Regions from separate parts of the Lactuca sativa genome. Here region 2 is linked to region 1. A link is a contact called in public Hi-C data. All regions are on one chromosome and are shown on one strand. The core of a region is the stretch at or near the end of the contact, and the rest is flanking DNA. Distances in the headings are between cores, read along the strand shown. Region 1 holds the start of LOC111915197 (protein ALTERED PHOSPHATE STARVATION RESPONSE 1). Region 2 holds the start of LOC111915188 (serine carboxypeptidase-like 13).

Region 1 (3,320 bases), core at 272-2,771:
TCCAGTTCATGTTCATCTATGATGTTTCTTGGGGTACCTGAAGAAGTTACAGAACCTATGACAGCTACAACTGGCTTTTCTTCAACTTTTCTAGAAAAGGAGCCTCTAATCTTCATATGATTTGTGTAATACCTACTAGAGGATGGTGGGGAAGGAGATGGGGATAGGTTTCCAGGTGGATTGATATGTTGTGACATGGTTGAAGAGAAAGAGAATTGAGAAAGGGATTTTCCAATGAATGTTTGTGGCTCAGGAGTTGCATTAGTGGATGTGTATAAAGAGGATTCCATTGGCACTTCAGGTTCAACAAACCTACTTAATGCTTTCCCTATAATTGTTAGAGACTCTATGTAAGTAAAATGAGTGGCTGCAAGTGAACATCTTCCATCAAGTGCTTTTCTAACAAACTTTTTCCTTTCACGGCATAGCTGAAGAGCCTTATCTTCTTCCACTTTTGAGTTTGTGGCACCCATTAACCCGATCTTTCTTCTTGGACACCTTACTGCTTATCTATCCACACATCACATGGACTTCTTCTGCAAGTTTACAAATTTTATATACTGTGATTTGTTTATTCACTGTTCAAACTCAAGCATCAGGCATTTCCTAGAAACCAGATTGGAAGGGTAGATACAGATGTTCTAAGAAATATTGACATGTAGATGTAAATGTATTCATCAATATCCTTTTTGGTTGAGTTGGTAAAGGGAAAAGGGAATCTGAATCAGATACCCCAAATGCATACCCCTCAAAAAGAACTTGTTAACAATCAGAACTAGGAACTGAGAAAATTGTTAATCCAACCAGAATATATAATTATAACTTTCCAACTTACCGTAGAAGATACACGATAACCTCAGACTTGCAAGCTGCAAAACAAGCTCTATGAGCTTTCACAAGCTGTAACTGTAGTACATGGAAGGCAGGGATTTACTATCAGATACGAGTCTCAAATCCAATCAGTTCTTCTATTCCAATTAAAAGAACACTTCACACAATATAAAACCCAAATTCAAAAAATCAATACTAGCGACCTAATTAATGAATCGTGCTTCACATCAAATTGAAGCTCTTCAACCATTGATTTAACTTTTGAAAAAAGCACAAAACGAATAAAGCGATAATTACCCACATATTTTATGATTAAGAGATCGAAAACTTCCGAGTTAAGATGTAAGAACACGGTACTGTGAACAGCATAATTCAGATATCACAAATTTAAAGTGCAAAGCTAAATATTTTGCTTGAAACGGAAAAGGAATGACCTGAAACCAAGAAGAACTGAACTTCACCTGACAAATAGGTTACAATTATAGAAGAAGGGTAGAGAAATTGAGTGACGGTGAGCGGCGGAGAGAACCGATTCGAGAAAAGTGTGGTTCGTTCATGCAAAAGCAAAGAAGGAAGGGGACGAAAGTGTGTGAATGTGAAGCGTGGGGTCCGCCATATGCAAAGGTCCAAATTGGTAAACGTAAAGAAAGATTAGAATCGATCGGATCAGGAGGAAAGGGTGCTTTGCTGGGTTCGCCGTGGGATTGGAGACTTCCCTTTTACTTTTTAGGAATGGATTTTTAACTTCAAATTACAACTTTAGAATAACATCATTTAAGATTCCTTGAATAAATAATTATATCACTTATGTTAACTTTTAATTAAATTAGTAAAAAAATTATATTTTTCATATGGTTTTGTGTAATATATAAGTTTTGTTTTTATCATTTTTTTTCTTTTAGATCGTCCATTTGATATTTTTGTTGTGATTTCGTCACTAAATGTCATCAAATAACCAAAACATGTCATAAAAGAGTAATATCATAGTACAACTCCCGAAAATCTCATATGCAGAAAAATCATAGTGTGATGTGTTGCGATCATGCCGACTCCTTTCCTTTCGAAGAAGAAGTACCTGAAACCAAAACTGATAACTGTAAGCACGAAGTTTAGTGAGTTCCTCCATCATATCACATAACAACATACTGGTAGGCATAACTGGGTGCTCGGCCTACCCTGTCAGGCATATCTGGGTGTCGGACCTACCCTGTCAAGCATATATGGGTGCTCGACCTACCCTGTCAGGCATATCTGGGTGCCCGATCTACCCTCTGGTGTATTTCAACTGGTTACAGGGTCTATTTCGTCTCTACCACTACCACATAATAACATAGCATAAACATGCCGTTAGGCATATCTGGGTGCCCAACCTACCATGTCAGACATATCTAGGTGTCTAATCTACCATGCCAAGCATATTTGGGTGCTCGACCTACCCTTCGGTTTATCTCAATCGGTTACGGGGTTTATTTCACCCCTACCACTACCACATAATAACATAGCATATAAGCACATAAATCTCATCAGATAGTGGCATACCAGACAAATATCTCTACTACAAATAACTACTAATGGGCTGACATTGGTGCCTTCAACCCACGCATATCGGGAAGGTAACTCACCTGAATGTTGAATCTCACGGTAAGAAATTTCTAACGGCTGCTCCAACGACTTCCCGAGTTATCAGTATAAAATAACACTTAGTCAAAACCAAATAATCCTTCTTAGGGTAAAATGACCATTTTACCCCTGATCTAATTTGGTTTATGCCTAAAGCCCAAAACCATAACATGAAAAGGCCCAATACTAGGTAAACTTCCCAGACCCACTATTGGCCCAATTTTCTAAATTGGTCCCAATCCCCTCTAATGGGCCTTACCCTAGACCCAAAATAAGACATAGTCCAATAAAAACCAAAATGACGATCCAGTAAGGCCCATAGTAGTAAATTCTAAGAGAATGGCCCAAGGAAGCACATAGTCGTAACGAACACAGGGAATTCCCTTGTGGAATGTTGAGCGTTCCTCACCAGTCCAGATCGTGAGCCCTAACGGGAACGAGGGCGTTCCCGGACCTTACGCAGCGTGTTCGCGTCCAGATTCAAAAAAATCGGCCATTAAGCACTTAATGCTTAAGCCATGTTACCCAAAACGTAGATCCAAGCCATTTAGGACCTCTAGAACTATAAAGTCACAGACTTGGTGACTTTGCATGCCCCCAAAAGCTCTAAACTCCAAAAATGGCATTTTACTTCCATGAAAATGGCCTTATCTCATGCATGAACACATCAAGACCTTCAAGATGGCAACTTTTTGTCTTAGGGACTCAAATAGCACCAAGGGTGGAAACCCTAAGCCTAGGAAACGGATTTGGACCATAAAGCTTCATCCTTGGGACCAAAAAGGTCCATAAAACCCAACATAAGAGATCTAAGCAAATAAACACCAAGTTTAGAGCTTTATACCTTATATGAGTGCCAAATGTTGATA
Region 2 (3,320 bases), core at 335-2,834, 180 kb before region 1:
AACATTTTAATTATAATAATAAATGTTTTCTAAAAGTTTCTTTCACTTATTAATAATAACAAGTGGTTTTAAAATTAATAAGCAACAATAATAAATAATAAAATAATATTACATGGATATGTTGTATTATCAATGCAAGTCTCTTTTGAAATGCAAATTGTCTATCTTATCACTTTATTATTTAATGTATGTTTCACATTTTAATAATAATATTAAGTGTTTCTTAAAAATCTTCTTTAAGTTATTATTAATAATAAGTGGTTTAAAATTAATGAATGACAATTTTAAATGATAATAACATCAAATTATAAATTACATTTAGCTATAAATAAATTGTACTTTAAATGAACATCATTATTGAAATTAAAAAATGATCGCATGAATAAAAATATAATCAATCACTAATAATAATTGTTAAAAATAATATTAAATAGAAAATTATATTTAACTATATTAATGAGGAATGTGTGTTAATGTCAATGAATATTATTGTTCAAAATAACAGAAATTATATATATATATATATATATATATATATATATATATATATATATATATATATATATATATATATAGAGAGAGAGAGAGAGAGTTAGGTTCAAATGTTTTCACTATCTATTGTGTGCCTGTATGATTGATTCTAGACCAATCATTTTAGTTATTTTAAAAAAGTAATTAATGCATATTAAATGCTGAAGATGTAATTAATATCTATTATATTTTGAACATGTAATATGCATTAATTATTTTCTTAAAATAACTAAAATGATTGGTCCAGAATCAGTCATACATGCACACAATAGATAGTGAAAACAAAATAACCTAACCCTATATATATATATATATATATATATATATATATATATATATATATATATAGGGTTAGGTTATTTTGTTTTCACTATTTATTGTGTGCATGTATGACTGATTCTGGACCAATTATTTTAGTTATTTTAAGAAAGTAATTAATGCATATTACATGTTGAAAATATAATAGATATTAATTACATCTTCAGCATTTAATATGCATTAATTACTTTCTTAAAATAACTAAAATGATTGGTCTAGAATCAATCATATAGGCACACAATAAATAGTGAAAACATTTGAACCTAACTATATCTCTCTCTCTCTCTCTCTCTCTATATATATATATATATATATATATATATATATATATATATATATATATTAGTGTAAAAATATTATTTCAAAGTTAATGTCAATAACATAACCATTTTAAACATATATTTTTCAATATTTTAACAATATATTTTTAATATTCGTTGCGCAACGTGCGGGAATTCGTCTAGTATATATATATATATATATATATATATATATATATATATATATATATATATATATATATATATATATATATATATATATATATATATCGCCGTTAAAAAATACTAAGTCAACATGTGTATATCCATACATGTGTGGCTTTTGTCAAATATGTGTTCCACACGCTTCAAAATTTATTAATAAAGTTAATTTATATGTCAGTAAATGGGATTATTAATTATTTATCCACACGGGAGTTCCTCTATATATAGCAATAAACAGGTAGAGCGAAGCACGTGCAACTTGAGATATCATAGTATAATGGAACCTAGTATGAGACCAAACAATATGAAGCTTTCTTTTATTTTCGTTTTCACCTTTCACTTCTACTTGATTGTTTTATCTTACTCCAAATCAATTATCAAAACAATTCCAGGATATGCAGGAGATCTTCCTTTTAAACTTGAAACCGGGTATGATTTTCATCTTTTCTTTATTTATCTGTTAAACAAAGAATCGAGCTACCAGCGATTGGTAATTTATGTGTACGTGATTAGAAATCAAATAGTAATCACCAATGATAATTCTTATCACAAATAAAAATGAACAAGACTATTTGGCATAACTCCACCATTGGTTGTGGTTTTCAGTTATGTGAAGACTCATTAGCTAAAATAGTGATAATATATGTCATAAAGATTCAAACAAATACTCAAAACATGCATTCATATAAAAAAATAGGTTCTTCGACCACTATGGCATCCTCGATTTGTGAGATTATGGGGGAGAGGCTTGCCTTATGTGAATTGTTAAACATAATGCTCTTTAGTAATGTGTAGTATTTTCTCATGACCATCTTGATGCGTTTAAAATTTGAAATTGGATCGGCTCAAATAATGTTCTACCTATTTATCCTGACAATTGTATAAAAGGTATATTGGAGTAGGGGAGAACAAAAACGTACAATTGTTTTATTACTTTGTCGAGTCAACAAGGAACCCACAAGAAGACCCGCTTATATTTTATATTCCCGGTGGACCAGGTGCTTCTGCGTTAATCACATTCTTATATGAATTAGGTATGTTTTGATTGCTAGTTTTGAAATTGTAATTTCGTTACTTTTTTCTTTTTGTGACTTTTATATTTATAATTTATAAACTTAATAGCTTGCACTTTAGAGGATTTTGATAGTTGGATAATTGAATTGAAATTTCGGATATAATAAAATTTTCTATGATCCATTTTAAAATTAACAATGTAAAAAAATTTCGAATATGCAAAAAAAAATTCGTTATTTTTGAATTTTTTAAGTAATATGTTCGAAATATATTCAAAATATTTATAAAATAAAAATATGTATTTTTTAATATTTTTCTAAATACAATTTTTTTTGATTCAGTGAAAAATAAATTTTCTCAAAATTTTTCCAATGTCTTCGATGTAGCAAATATTTATTTTTGTTATATATATATATATATATATATATATATATATATATATATATAGAGAGAGAGAGAGAGAGAGAGAGAGAAAGAGAGAGAGAGAGAGATTTTTGTAACCAAAAGATTTGTGATAACTTTTGAACAATCACAGTCATATGGACTATTGACGAGCAAACCAGCAGTGTATACAACTATTGAATGTGTGCATACATAAAATTTCAAAAATAAATAAAAAAAATTATCAAATATATTTTTTGAGCCTCAATATAGTTTAGACGCACCATTTTGAAAAGATTGGTATTTTTTGTTTTAAAAATGATAAGTTGATTATGATTTCTTAAGTTCATATGTTTTTTTTTTTAATTCTCATGATAACTCAACCATATATATATATATATATATATATATATATATATATATATATATATATATATATATATATATATATATATATATATATATATATATATATATATATATATATATATATATATGAAAGGAAGGGTTGTTTGGAAAACCCTAAAAATTATAAAAATGCATAAAAAAATACTTAGAGATCACAAAACGTTTTTTTGAAAAAATCACAGC

Evidence for each region. Hi-C and Micro-C count contacts between places; a contact is called where the count stands out from the background.
Region 2: a Hi-C map of leaf shows a contact between it and region 1, with 3 times the contacts expected there. The contact joins the promoter of LOC111915188 here to the promoter of LOC111915197 in region 1. A contact is called at or near these places in 2 of 4 Hi-C or Micro-C datasets (leaf and seed).

The regions. Positions count from the first base shown.
Region 1 is chr2:85,700,950-85,704,269 of Lsat_Salinas_v11, reverse strand. LOC111915197 (protein ALTERED PHOSPHATE STARVATION RESPONSE 1) reads right to left here and starts at 1,521. Exons shown (of 6, transcript XM_042899122.2): 1 at 1,293-1,521; 2 at 1-536. The coding sequence starts at 473.
Region 2 is chr2:85,876,344-85,879,663 of Lsat_Salinas_v11, reverse strand. It overlaps LOC111915188 (serine carboxypeptidase-like 13), which reads left to right and starts at 1,584. Exons shown (of 14, transcript XM_023910862.2): 1 at 1,584-1,763; 2 at 2,223-2,368. The coding sequence starts at 1,612.